Linked DNA regions of Lactuca sativa: region 1 is linked to region 2. Evidence: chromatin contacts called from public Hi-C data. All regions are on one chromosome and are shown on one strand. The core of a region is the stretch at or near the end of the contact, and the rest is flanking DNA. Distances in the headings are between cores, read along the strand shown.

Evidence for each region. A called contact is a pair of places that touch in the nucleus more often than the background predicts.
Region 1: a contact with region 2 is called in a Hi-C map of leaf, with 3 times the contacts expected there. The contact joins the promoter of LOC111885663 here to the promoter of LOC111885670 in region 2. A contact is called at or near these places in 2 of 4 Hi-C or Micro-C datasets (leaf and seed).

Annotation. Positions count from the first base shown.
Region 1 is chr4:383,234,889-383,241,657 of Lsat_Salinas_v11, forward strand. LOC111885663 (extensin) reads left to right here and starts at 4,520. Exons shown (of 2, transcript XM_023881911.3): 1 at 4,520-4,713; 2 at 4,801-5,951. The coding sequence starts at 4,545. The coding sequence ends at 5,639.
Region 2 is chr4:383,064,680-383,072,545 of Lsat_Salinas_v11, forward strand. It overlaps LOC111885670 (truncated transcription factor CAULIFLOWER A), which reads left to right and starts at 1,534. Exons shown (of 8, transcript XM_023881924.3): 1 at 1,534-2,082. The coding sequence starts at 1,898.

The sequences.
Region 1 (6,769 bases), core at 3,270-5,769, 170 kb after region 2:
GCCAACAAAGTTGTCTTTTGGGGTGTTGACTTTCACCGTTGATCATTTACTTTTTGAACAATTTGACTTTTGGTCAAACCTTGGTAGAATTGAGTGTTTATCTAAGATCTAGTCTCGGTTTCACATTAGGTAGCTTGTGTTAGTTGTTCTGATTGTCGAGGTTTGTTGTTAAGCTTCTGCTAGATAGCTCAGGTGAGTTTTCTCACTATACTTTTTACTACAATATGTTTCCTTGTGTGTAGAGTGTTGGTATGTTTTAGTGATCTGTTTGATTGATATATCTGTTATGATTACTTGTATTGCTCACTATTATCTATTTATTTGTTTATGTGCATATGTCTATATATTGTGGTTAGTGGGGTTGAGGCGGTCCTACTTTGTGTTGTAGGTCAAGACACTCGGGCAGTCCAGTGTATTGTAGGCCTTGCGAGGTGGTCCAGTCAGACTGTAGGCCCAAGGGATCAATCTAGCTATTGTAGGCCTTGCTAGGTGTGCCAGTAGACTATAGGCTCGGTAGAACAGTCCAGGCATCCTGTTAGCCTTACGAGGCAGTCCAGGCAAACTGTAGGCTCATGTGTGCATGCATTGTATGTGTATTGTTGTATGAGGTATTTTGGGGGAACTCACTAAGCTTTGGCTTATAGTTGTGGATTCAAATGTTTTTCAGATACTTTTCAGATTTTGAAGGCGGGACTGTACACACGCACATCAATGATTTTATGTTTCGAGATTCCGTAATGTTTTCCTTATAACTCTAATTTTGAATTATGATTTATGAACAAATGGTTTGACTGTTAATGTAACTTTATAAAATGGGTGTTTATTCTATTCCAAAAATGAAAAATTTTACTATGGTTTTGGGATGTTACACATGTAACATAAACACATAACATATATTAGCATATTACATACCCTTGGTAATTAGTCCTCTCTAATTACCCTGCAATTAACCAATTCTTTAATAAGTCCTTCGCTAGTCAATTATACAAATCTTGGTAACTGGCCTTTCCCAGTTACCCTAACCAAACATAACTCCTAATAGTATCATACAAACAACAGGCAAGACCCTACCGGTCTAGCATACCATGACACCAAGTGTCCTAAACTACACATGCATAACAAGGAGTTATCCTAGTAAACTAGATATCGTACTCTAACAATACCTCTGTTCTACCATGCAAAGGATATACAGTGGGATACGTGGCATAGTGAGAAACTCACCTGAACCGAAGAATCGGAGAAGCACAACAACACTCTCATTCCTTGCACTGACCAATCCCACAAACCGACTAAAACCAAATAAAGATCAATCCTCAATTAAGAACTCAATTCCTTCAAGTTTAACTTAAGGTCAAACTGGTAAAAAGTCAATGTTCAATGGTCAACAAAATTCAACGGTCAACCAAGGTTAACAGCCACCTCTTAGTTGTGCAGAGTCGCGAGGCTGAACCCCACCATGACCTGGTGACCTCTTGTCCACGTAGTGGTTATTGCTAAAAGTCATTCTCATTAAGAGTTTAATCCTTACAGATCAAGGCTCAAACTTCCAGATATGATTCTTCTTAGTAATTTAATAGATAAAGTTTCCAACTTTATCCATTAGGACCTTACCACAAGTCAAGATCTTAAACCCTAAGTCAATAAGTCCTTAATATGACCAAAACATGTGCATTGAACAAAGGGGACCATGAGTTAACACTTTTTCCATCATATAAGGCCAAAAGATGGTCACCAAACAAGCCTAAGGTTCTAGAGTTTCCTAAAACTCCAAGAACATTCCTTTAAAGTACTTCAAGGCATGAAATAAGAGAATAGAATGATAAACGCGGAGGCTTTATACCTTCCCAAGTTCCATAAGATGCACGAGATGCAATATCTAAAGTAGATACACTCTTCCAATTAGCAATCACACATTTTTCTTCTTCTCAAGGTGCAATCCAAGGCTTCAAACGTCAAGAACTCCAAGAACACATCAAGAACGCTCAAATGAGGCTAGGGTTTTCGAGATAGAAAGGTGGATGCTGAAGAGAATGACCTAACCCTAAAGTTAAGGTCATTAAATATGAAGGAAACCCTAAAAATTGTAGGCTTGACCTGCATCAGTCGTTATGTCGTGGTGTCCATCAGGACACGTGTCACTTTAGTCTCATTCCACGTCGTTGTCATCAACCAACCACATGGTGGCATATGTTTTTTTTCTTTCCAAAAACCACATCTTTGTCCTCCTTAAATCTTTTTAATTAGTCCGATCTCAAAAAAGGATGTGATAGTAGTTACTAAAATTTTAATACTTTATAAGTTCCACATTCCTAAAAGAATTCCCAACTAGTTCAATCGTGTGGATTAAACCCATGCCTATAAAAAATAAATCAAGTGAGTTAACGAACTATCATGAAAAAATTTCTATCAGTTTTCTCATGTACTATACCTGCTGCATTAAGTACATACATAAGTAGCAAGACCGACATGCTACAACGAACACAACCATTTACGTAAAAGCGATGCATGTGAACAGTGAACTCTTCACCATATCCCCGTTTCAAATTAATCCCTTTGTCCTTCATGCTACAAAATTTAGTAATTAGTATCAAGCATTAACATTTGTACTTCACGTATTAAGTCTTGTAATTGACACGTGTCGAGATAGAAGTATGATGAATGATTTATTTTATCCAAGAATGTTCAAATGATAGCCATGATACAATCCTTAGCCTGACAACCCTCATGGAATCTGTGGCCAACGTAACACTCCCGTGAATGATTTGGGTCGCATTTGCCTACTTTGGAGCTACTCACATTTCCAACCAATATACCAACAAAATAATATGATTATTAAAGTGGCTAGCTTCAACCCATGCTACCAAAATAGTGAAACTCCAAAAATTAAAAGGTTGTTAATGATTAAATAGATAAGATTAAAAGTTCAACCCATGCTACGAAAATAGTGAAACTCCAAAAATAAAAAGGTTGTTAATGATCAAATAGATAAGATTAAAAGATTGATTAACGAAAGAATAAGTCAAATAGTTTGAAAACCACTTGAAAAATATGCAAGTGCTTTAAAGACCTTATTTTATTGAGAAAATAATCATAATAGCCAAAATTTCAAGGTTTTTCTACAAAATGGCAAAAAAATGAAAAAAAATTCACGTATGAAATCATTTTTATTTTCCAGTTTCAAATATTCATAACTTTTTCATATTTTATAGAAATTTTTTGAGCTAAAATGTTTTTTATTATGCTCTTTCTAACAACTTTCTATGGACATATTACATTTTAAATTTGGATGTTGCAAAATCATATTTTATTAACTTCAAAGTAGACTATTTGGTGAAAAAAATATTAAAAAAACAAACAAGCAAACAAAGTTAACTTTTGATCATTCATAAATTTTGCATACAAACTTCCTTTGGATTGATTTTTTTTTATTGTGTTCTTTGTAACAAAGGATATTCATAAACATATTACACTCCTAATTTGGATGTAAGGAAAGTCAAATTTTTGTAACTCCAAACTAGGTTATTCGATGAAAAAATATGAAGATTTGTTTTATAAATTTCGAATATAGACTTCATAACAATCACCGGGCCATCTCGATCAATCACAATAGTGAACTGAAAAAATCTCAAAAAAAAATGGAGGAACCTAGATTTTAATAGATGGTGTCTGCGAAATTGTGGCCATTATAGTTAATTTTATCTGATTTTTGCTTATTTTGTAGAAAAAAAACTTAGGAAATTTGGTTATTATGTTTTATTTTGTTTGTTGTAATATAAAAAAAAATGTTAAATGACAGTTAATACTATGTCGTCTAAATTTCATTCAGTTTGATCTTTTGTCGACGAATATGTTTTTACCAAAAAAATATCACTAAATGTTTCAAGACATAAATGTCAACTCAAGAGACTGAAAAACTTAAATTAAATCCAATAATTCAAAAGAACAGTAGTAGAATCTGGAAGTTAGTAACTTAGTATCAAATAAAGATAAATTATAATATCTTATTATTTGGGTAAATTATAATACAAAAATTATAATTAAGCAGAAATTAAAAAAAAAATGAGAAATTAAATATTCTCCTACTTTTTGTTCCTATATATCCTCCTACACCATAAAATGGTGACATGTGTAATAATTAATGCTCATTTAATGAGATTTAATGATATTTTAGGATATTAATATAACACATATCATCATTTAAATGGGTAGAAGGATTGATAGGATAGAAAAATATTATTATCAATAAAAAAAATATTAAATAGAAATAAACCGAAAATAATCAAAATTTGTTATCATTAAATAAAAAAGTCTAAATTTCGGAACAAATTTAAAGATCGTGAGTTCCAATATTAATTTATGTCAAAACTGTTTCTTTTGCGGTTACGATGTTTTTTTTACAATAGCTGAATAGCTCATTCACTGCTAGTTTGGTTTGGAGTTATACTGGTTTTTGCATGATTGACATAATGAATCCAAACCCTCGTGAATAATTCCCCTATAAAAACAACTGCTTCTTCACCAGTAGAACTTACACAATTTCCAGAATGTCTTCATGGGTTTCATTCATGGTGGTGCTCCTTTGTTTCTCCATTAATGGCGTCGCGGATGCCAGACACCGGAAACAGCTGCACTCTCCAGCCATTGTCGTCGGAACTGTCTATTGTGACACTTGCTTCCGTCAAAAAGTATCCAAATCCACCCATTTCATTTCAGGTTCTTGTCGTTCATCTTGTGATATGTACGTATATTGGTTTATCTAGGGGGTTTTTTTTGTTAATGGGTGTTGTATTGTTTGTTTAGGTGCGAAGGTGGCGGTGGAATGCGGCGGCGATGGTGGGAAGCAGAGTTTCCGGGTAGAAGTGAAGACGAACGAGAAGGGTGAGTTTGAAGCTAAACTGCCGGTTTCAGTTGGTAGAAGTGTGGAGAAAATCAAAGGGTGTTCAGTGAGATTGATTAGCAGCGGCCAGCCGTACTGTGCGGTGGCTGCCACCGCCACATCGTCGGAGATTCGTTTTAAGTCGAAGAAGGCGGGGACTCATGTTTTCTCAGCTGGGTTTTTCACTTTTAAGCCCGAATTGTGTAACCAGAAAGATACTATCGGAAAAGGTTTTCCACCGGCGCTTCCTGATATTCCTGCGCCGTTCTTGCCGCCGATCGGTGGAGGTATTTTACCTCCTCTTCCGGTGCCGGATGTACCCATGCCACCTCTAATTCCCCCGCTACCACAGCTCCCTGGTATTCCACTTCCACCTGTTACCCGCCAAAAATCATCGGAATCCGATAGATTGGCCGATCAAAAAAGTTTTGGTTTCCCGTTTCCACCGCCACTGTTCCCACCGCTGCCGTTTGTGCCATCGCCGCCGTCATTGATTCCTCCCGTCATTCCAACACCACCACCGTCACTGTTCCCTCCCCTCGTTCCATCAACACCACCATCATTGTTTCCTCCCCTCGTTCCATCACCACCATCATCGATGTTTCCACCATTGCCCTTTCCACCTGTACCAGGTTTGATTCCATCACCGCCGCCGCCACCACCGCCGGCGTTCCCAATTCCTCTGCCTCCACTACCTCCGCTACCTCCGCTACCTCCAGTACCTCCGGTACCAGGAGTCCCACCGGCGAAAACCTCCCCTTGATTAAACTCGTATATATTTAATATTATTACTGCATAACCTTTTGAAGTAACCTTTCCATACATACGCGCGTATTACAATTATGGGTATTGTAATTGTAGCATGAATAAATCGTACATGGTAAAATGGTTGGGATTCCTATAAATAGTTTAAAATTTTTGAGATCCAATTATGCGTTCTGAGTATTGTTTAATAGATAGCATTCTATGAGTTTCTAATAGAAGTTTTATCCTTTTTATGGAAATGCTGGATTATTTGATATGTAAATAATATTTCCTTTGTGTTCGTACTTATAAATAAGGTCGTTTTATTTTATAGTTGTTGACTGATTTAAAATTTCTACTGAATCCACGTCTAATTGAAATCATATTGTTTATGATAAAAAATAACCATATTATCATTATATTGTCTCTCTTGTGCTAAGAGTCAATTCTAAAGTTTGGCATAACAAAAAATTTATATGAGAAGTGTGATTGGAAATCTATTACATCGAACTTTTAATACTTTTATTCTTTATAAACACAGAAAAATAACAATATACAAAACTGAACCCTTTTTTTTCATTCTATTACAACATCGAAACTTTTTTACTTTCTTTACAACATTTCATGTCATCTTTAGCCCATATGCACCTTCATCAAAAGTATAGTATTTTGGCATAGCATGGTAAGGAACATCTTCAGCTGAAAACAAAGCACAAGGAATCATGTGACTACTTGATAGATTTTAGCATATGATCACGTGATTCTTATGCAAATGCTTGTAAGAATCTACTGTTACCAACAAAAAATTTCAACATATATGAATTATTGATGGATTTCTAAGATGATATAATGTAAAAAAATCAAATAAAGTAATAATCTCATGATTTAACAATTGCACCATAGGCTTCCATTTTCCCCTGCACAAAATATGCCAAACAAATGGACCATATTTGACATTTTTTGGTCAGAGAACGTTAAACCAGGCTTCATGGTTTGTGCCTCACAAGTCGCAATATATCACTATACCTAATGTAACTATTAGTGATGTTAGGGACTGATTTGTTATCACTAATATGTGTTGATTGAGAGCCACGATACTAATTTCATGAATCATTTATTCCAATTGAGCTTCAAAGTATCTGCACCAGT
Region 2 (7,866 bases), core at 284-2,783:
TCCACGACGAGACTTGAACTCCCGACCTCAAAGAGAGAGGGCACCACCTGATACCGTTGGGCTAGAAACCCTTTGGTATATATACATAAAATATCTACTCGAAGACATTTTCTATACTTTTAAACTATGATGATTCTGTTTCATATGGTATGCCGTATTTATTATGATCGAACAAAATGTGAAGTTGGTGATTAATAAGGCAGTTCATAAAAATCAAAACCATAGCAAAAACGAAAACAAAAAAAAAATAAAATAAAAAATTAATTGTTTGGTTTTTTGATTTCAGGATAACCGATTTTCTATATTTAATTTGGTTTCTTATATATAAAATAAGGTTGCAGAAATCGGAATTAATCGTGGATTAATCACTTGACGTTCTCCAACAGATTGGGATTATGAGTTTTTGATGGAAATTAGGGATTAATCAGGTTTGGTGGTATTATTCGGTCAACAAAAGTAAAAAAAATGTCAATAAAATTCAAAAAAAAATTAAAAAAATACATTTTTTTTCTCCAAAATTTCAAATATTATGTCAAAATGTTTATATTTTCGTATTTTTTAAATTTTAGTTCTTAAATTTTCTTAATTTTTAATTTTAAAGTAAATACTTGTTTTCTTAAGATATATTAATCTTTGATTAATTTTAATATTTTAATAATAATATATGGTCCTCGATTAATCTCTATCTAGACCGATTAATCATTTAACTCAGTCGACCGTTGAGCTACTGTCGAACGATTTTTACAACCTTAAAATAAAACCAATAGAAAAACAAACCAACATAAAAAAAATAAACGAAACAGAAAAGCGGTTGTTTGGTATTTCCCATGTCAAAAATAAAAAAAAATCAATTTTATTTTTGTAAAACTCATTAGCGTTCTCACGCTACTAAAAGAAAAACAAACCAACATAAAAAAAATAAACGAAACAGAAAAGCGGTTGTTTGGTATTTCCAATGTCAAAAATAAAAAAAAAAATCAATTTTATTTTAGTAAAACTCATTAGCGTTCTACGCTACTAAAAGAAAATGTCTTTTCCAAATGACAATTTCCTTAGAAATTCCTAGAAAATTGATATTTCTAAAGAAATGCCGATGAAAAGTTATGGGCTCCTAAAACTCTCTTACGAAACTTTTTACGAGGGATTTCCGAAGAAAATTCCAAAGAATTACAGATGACATATTTTTTGTCTGAAGTTGAAGCATTTCCAAAGCTATTTTTTCTTAAAAAAATTTCAAGTAAATATATTTCCAGGAAATTACCTAGGATATTTTCGTAGGAAACTCATTTTTCTAGTAGATATCTCTCATCTTTAGTGGTTAACAAATTTTTAATTATATTTTTAAAATTTTCATTATATTATGAAAATAAAATATATATTTTTAAAACTTTGTTGTTTTATAAGTCTTTTATACATAAATGTTTTTTTTTATAAAATTAATAAATATGAATGTCTTTTTAAAAGAAAAGCTAAACATGCTGTTGTGATAAATTATTAAAAATGTAGTGGTTTTTTTTTTTTTAAAGATTTTTCCTAGATTATGCGCCCTTATAATTAACATATTAATTTGAGAAAAATTCCTCATATAGACCTAAAAGAAGCAATTGAAAACGACACATGAGTACTACGAGCCAATCAGAATTCGACAAACATTTCCTCTGAAACCACCATGGTTTTCGATCAAACCACCTTCCTTTTTCTCTTATAAACATACACCACCAAAATAGAATAAACAACTGCTATCCAAACACCATTCCTCTTTCGTTCTGCTGCTCAATTTCATGGATCCTTTCCTTTTTTGGTTCGTTTGATGACACAATCAAGGGATTTGAATTCAACTCTTTGCTTTTTCTCAACGAACAACAGTAAGTAGAAGAAGAAAGAAGGGAAATCAAAAATGGGGAGAGGGAGAGTGCAATTGAAGCGGATCGAGAACAAAATAAGCAGACAAGTCACGTTCTCGAAGCGAAGAACAGGATTACTGAAGAAAGCGCATGAGATCTCTGTTCTCTGTGATGCTCATGTTGCTCTCATCGTTTTCTCTTCCAGAGGGAAATTGTTTGAGTACTCTACTCACTCCAGGTATCATTCATCTTCTTCTACTTCAATCTCCCTCACTCTAGTCGATCTCCATACAGTTTCATGGCGTAATCTTTTCCCGTATTCCGTACGTCAATGGCGTCTGGTTTTGAAATTTCACGTTTTCTTTGTTACTGCATGCTTCGATTTGTTCAAAAAACTTATCATCAAGTTATAAATCATTACTATCAGCTCTGAACCCTCGATTCGAATGTTAGCTGAAATAGAAATCACTGGTTACATTTATGAGAACGAGATCAGCATTCATCCACGCATATCCTAAATCAAACGAACAAGTTTTTTCTGGTAAATATAATAGTTTTTTTAATAAAACAGTTAATTATATCTTTTTTTTTTATGTAACTATTGAGCTTTCAAAACATCATAATTATGTTTCTGTTCCTTATAATGGTAAAAGAATCATATGTAAGAATGAATAATTTCTATAGATTAACAGAAGATCATAGCTTAATTAATTGATACATTATCTTTTTCAAACTGTTCATTTTCCTGAAATCTATGGTTGATTAGGATGTTAAAAGCTAAATGTAATAGTGAATAGTTATGTATAAACGTGCCAAGTACACTATTGTTTTTTGGGTTTATATTTTATAAACAAATCATTAATTAATTAGATCTGTATTCTGTACTATTTTTTGGTTTCTCAAAGAAAAGTTATTTTCTGCTATGATGGAAATTTTATGTACGATTTTTTAATTAAGATAAAATTTATATAGCTAAAATGAGTTTTAATTATTAAACAATATAGGAAATTACAGCCAATAGTAATGTACTTAATAACAAAGTACTTATATTTACGATTTATCTATATATAGTACAATATATAGCCAGCAACTTAGAAAATATTACATGTTTTATTATAAATAAATATTGCTATTATCGATAAAGAAATATTAATATGTTAAGAAATTATTAATATGTCGTTATTATGTGTATTATGTGCAAATAAATATATATGTAAATTGTTACTGAATTGTACATCTTATGTTTTAGATTATAAACAAAAAAAAATTGTTTTAGCCACTCGTGAATATCATAAATACTGTTTATCTTAATTAGGTACATTGATTTTTCTCCTTATTAATTACAATGTCTTTCATATCCTTTTACACTACAAATAAAATCAAACACTCATGCTTTTAGAATCTTAATTCGATACATATTGACTATAAACCATCTAAAATATTTTAGATTCATAATTAATAATTAAAAGTATAATTGTTAGTCAGTGAACAAATAATTATAATGTGACAATTAAGTAACCTTACTCAAAAAGCGACATTCTATTGTTATCAACCAATCAAGATCACATATATAAGTGATAACCAAGTTTCAGATTTATTGTATATAATTGTCTTAGAAAACCTTTTTTTGTATAAATCAGGTAAATTAATAAATTATAGTAATAACATGTTTACCTGGTTGAATTAAGAATGACGTGGATGACAATTCAATGACAAGATATTGAAATAAATTGATTTAATAATAATCAAATCTCAGTTTCGTTTTGAAAAATTAAGACTTGTTGTTTCATTAGTGTAAAAAATTGTACTTTTTAAATTAAATTAATACCACCCAACATAGTAAAAAACTAATACTGATCCTAAGTAAAAAAAATTGTACTTTTTAAATTAAATTCATGTATGCAGGCAGCTTCTAGGACTTGTACTTTTGTTGGCTAAAATGAGCTTTGGATGTAGACAAATGCATACTGGACTTGTACCTTTTTTTTTTTAATAATATTATTGTTACTTCTTTCTTTGCAAGATACAAAAGGTTTATGCATGGAAAAAGTGTTCCCCAAATGGGGTTTTCTTTTTTATCAGTCCGCTGAATCGTATTTCATTGGAAGTTGTAATCCTAGGATTTTGTGGGATAATATTCTTTTCCTATTATTTTCAAACAAAAAATAATTTTTTATTTAGGATTTGAAAGAAAAATGGATAGCGCGTAAATTTTGTTCTTTTATAAATCTCAATTTTAGCTTTTAATTAGACAGAAAAAAAACAAAAAAAACATGACGTTTTGGAAAAATGGAAGAAAAAATGAAAATGAAGAAGTTAAATATATCTCAAACTTTATTACTAGTGAATAACATTGTCCCAGCCAATTGTGATAACATAATTATGGGCTAATCACTAAAATAACCAAAATAAAAGTGACTATTTGTTTTCTCATGACAAAATCATAATTAAAAGTACAAAGAGGAAACAGTGAAGACAAAAAAATTTTATGTGTTTCACGATTTTGATAATCATGTCACACCTAAAGACGAACTAGAATGGTTTATTATTGATATCTATATAAGGATTACAATTACAATGGGACTCATACATAGAGAGTCACATATTACAAATAAAACTATGTCTAGACAATGTGAGAAAATAATACAAGGTGGTGATTGTGCCTTGTAATCCTCTCTCTTGATACAAAAGAACAAAAATTACATTGCACTTATTTCCTTCAATCTGTGTCCCATAAACCCAACCAAGATCGTTTTCTCTTTTAATAGCCATTTCTAACAAAGTAGAAGTGATCAAAACATGAATTAGAATTGTAATACTAAGTGTAATCATCAAACCAAAGTGAAAGACAACAAAACCAAGTGAAAACAACAAAAAGAAAAAAAAAAGAGCAAAAACTTCCAATTGGACCTGAGGTCGACACCAAAGAGGTCATCAGAGAGAATGTTGTGGATGTCGGTGGGGTTTATCGGAGGTAGACATAAAGGGTTCGTAAAGGATTCAGAGGTAAAGAAGGTCCCGAGCGTAGAGACGGGAGGCAAATGAGAAATGATTTCACTTAGCGTCAACCCTAATTCTTTTAATCCTATTTTACAAAAAAATAATAAAATAATAAAATACCTACTGTCACTAAAACCCCTGCTTTCTGTCGTTATTTAGTATATAGCGGTAATATACCTATTCGCGATAGCGATCACTACGGTTTGCTATTGATAACTAAGTTATTGTCGCAATGGAGAATAAAGTCTTCATATTTCATGTCCAACTCTGATAGAAAGCTTTTTAATTAAAAAATATTTTCCCTAGCTTTTGCAATGTCAATATATTATGCTTTTGTGGTTGACATACACTCAAAGTTTGGACATCAAACTAACCGTTGTACCCTTAATAGTGAACACATAACATGTAGTGATCTTCCCCAATTCAGAATATCTACACAAGTCTGTATCTGTGAATCCTTTTAAGATTACCTTTTTTTTTTCTTAAATAGAAAGCAACCTTAGTAGTGTGTTTGAAGTAGTGTAATATGTATTTAATTGCTTCATAATGCTCCTTCATCTCAAAATTCAAAGACAGTTACCTCTTGAACATGTTGATATCCGTTATATTTGATCCAACCAACAATATTTTATCAACATATAACAACAAGATAATAAATGAGGAATCAAACTTCTTCATGTAGCAACATAGTTGTTAATAACGTTCATAACATCCGCTATAGCGTTTAGCATAGCGTTGTGTTGACATGGTGCAATTTAGTGTCTGGAGGCTACTTAGTGAGATCATGGCGATTATTCTTTTACTTTTTTAATCTGGTATAATTAGAGGGTTAGGGTTAGACGTAAATTATAAGTGCTATAATAGTTTAAGACTTCAGGTTAAGGGATATATATTAATTTTCTAATAGTCTATCGCTAAATCTGAAATAGTGGGTGTTATCTCATCATTATTGCTACATAACATATATGTGGTTCGTCAATGTTGTTTGCTATTTGTTATCAACATCTATGGGTAACACCAATGATTCATCTCATATCTAGAGTACCCATTCCTCTACATGAAATTGTCAAATTTCAAAAACCATCTTCTTGATGATTGTTTTAATCCAAACATTTTTTTCTTCAGTTTCCATACCATGTTTTCCTTATTAATCGTCTAAAAACCTTTTGGTTGGGTTATGTAGATGCCTTCATTATTGTTTCAATATTGGAAAATAGTTTTTGCATATAGCTTTTCCAACTATAAATCTACTACATGCATAATACCCAAGATTAATCTGATTCTAATCATCTTCAATTGGATAGAAAATCTCATTGTGATTGAATACCCTTTTATGTTGGAACCCCTTAACCACCAACCAGGCCTTTTCTCTCTTGTTACTATCAAGTTCATCATTTTCCTTAAACACCTACTTGTTTTATAGTGTTTTTCTTTCCTAAGAAAAACTAGACCAAAGAGGCAAGGATAAGGTCTGGTTCTTATTAAATGAACTTATCTTATCCTCGATGACTTTCTCCCACTACATGTAATCTGTTATCCTTAAATCCTCTTTACTATACTTTAACTCACAATTATTTGTCAATAGCAAATAGTTTGTTGATGAAGAGTATCTAGTTGGAGCTCTCTCTCTTTCTCTCTCTCTCTCTCTCTCTAGTGGATATTTTAATATGCATGGTTTATGAATCTACTTCATCTATAATATTAACAGGCCTTGTAATGACTAATGACACTCTATGCCCCCCCCCCCCCCCCCCATGGAGACAATTTGATCTGTCTTGTGTATTTTTTTTCCTTTTCAAAAATTACTCCAAGCTTGTCTTTATAGAGGGAATTCTCGTTAAATATGATATCCTTACTTTCGATGGCCTGTATGCTTTGATCATCTTAGAAATGATTATACCATCCATCCAAACGATAGCCAATAGATATGCATTTCTTGTCATTTGCCTCAAGCTTGTCTTTATTAGCATCCTTGATCTTGATATAAAAGATACACTCGAATAATCTTAAATATGTAAGAGTTGCCTCTTGGCCTTGTCATTCCTCTTCTAAAATCTTAAAACATATCAAAATTGAGGGTCCATAATTGATTAGATATTGTATTTACTGAATCTGCCCATAACATCTTTGAAAGGCCTACATGAAGCCTCATACTCTTTTCCATTTGATTTAGTTTTATGTTCATTAGTTTTGGAACTCCATTTTGTTGAAGTGTCTTAGAAGCCATTCTCGGCATAATATGAAATAAAATGAATGTGGGTGTACTATATCCATTAGATTTAAGAACTTGTTAATCCTATTATCTACCACGACTTTTAGAAAAGAAACTCATACCTTTCTCATGGAATCGTCTATAAAGGTAACATAGTAAAGTAATCATCTAGTTAAGTAAACCGATATTAGACCGTACACATCAATATAAACCAAATCCAACTTTACAACCTTTGGTGACATTTTCATCTTTGCAAATGCAACCTTTTTTTCTGTTTGCCAAGGATACATGACTCACAGAATTCCACAATCACAACTGGACTACCTAGGATCTTCATATATTTCTCACTTATACGCCTAAGTCTCTGGGGTAATGATGTATACATACCAATATCCTCAACAACCATGTTTTCCCCTCCTTCAGACACCTCAACCGTGTATAAGGTTCCTTATTTTTGTCCTTGATAAAATACTAAATTCCCTCGTGTTACCTTCCATTGATGATATCTAAAATCTACATGATATCCTCCATCCTTTAATTATCCTACACTTCCAAGTAAAATATATGGAGTGGAACGAGATATAAGCTTGTTTTTTGTGTTAAAGTGTAGGTTACAAGGTATCTGAAACTCGAAGGTGAGTATAAGAGGGTTGTCTACCGAATCTTTTGAATTATGATATCCATTTCTTTATGGTGGTGGAGGGTAATATATTGAGAAGTTGAAATGACATATGAAGAGCTTCACCCAAAACTTGGGTGGAAGACTAGCATGGAAGAGAAGGGAACAAATAACGTTGTTCTTAGTTCACA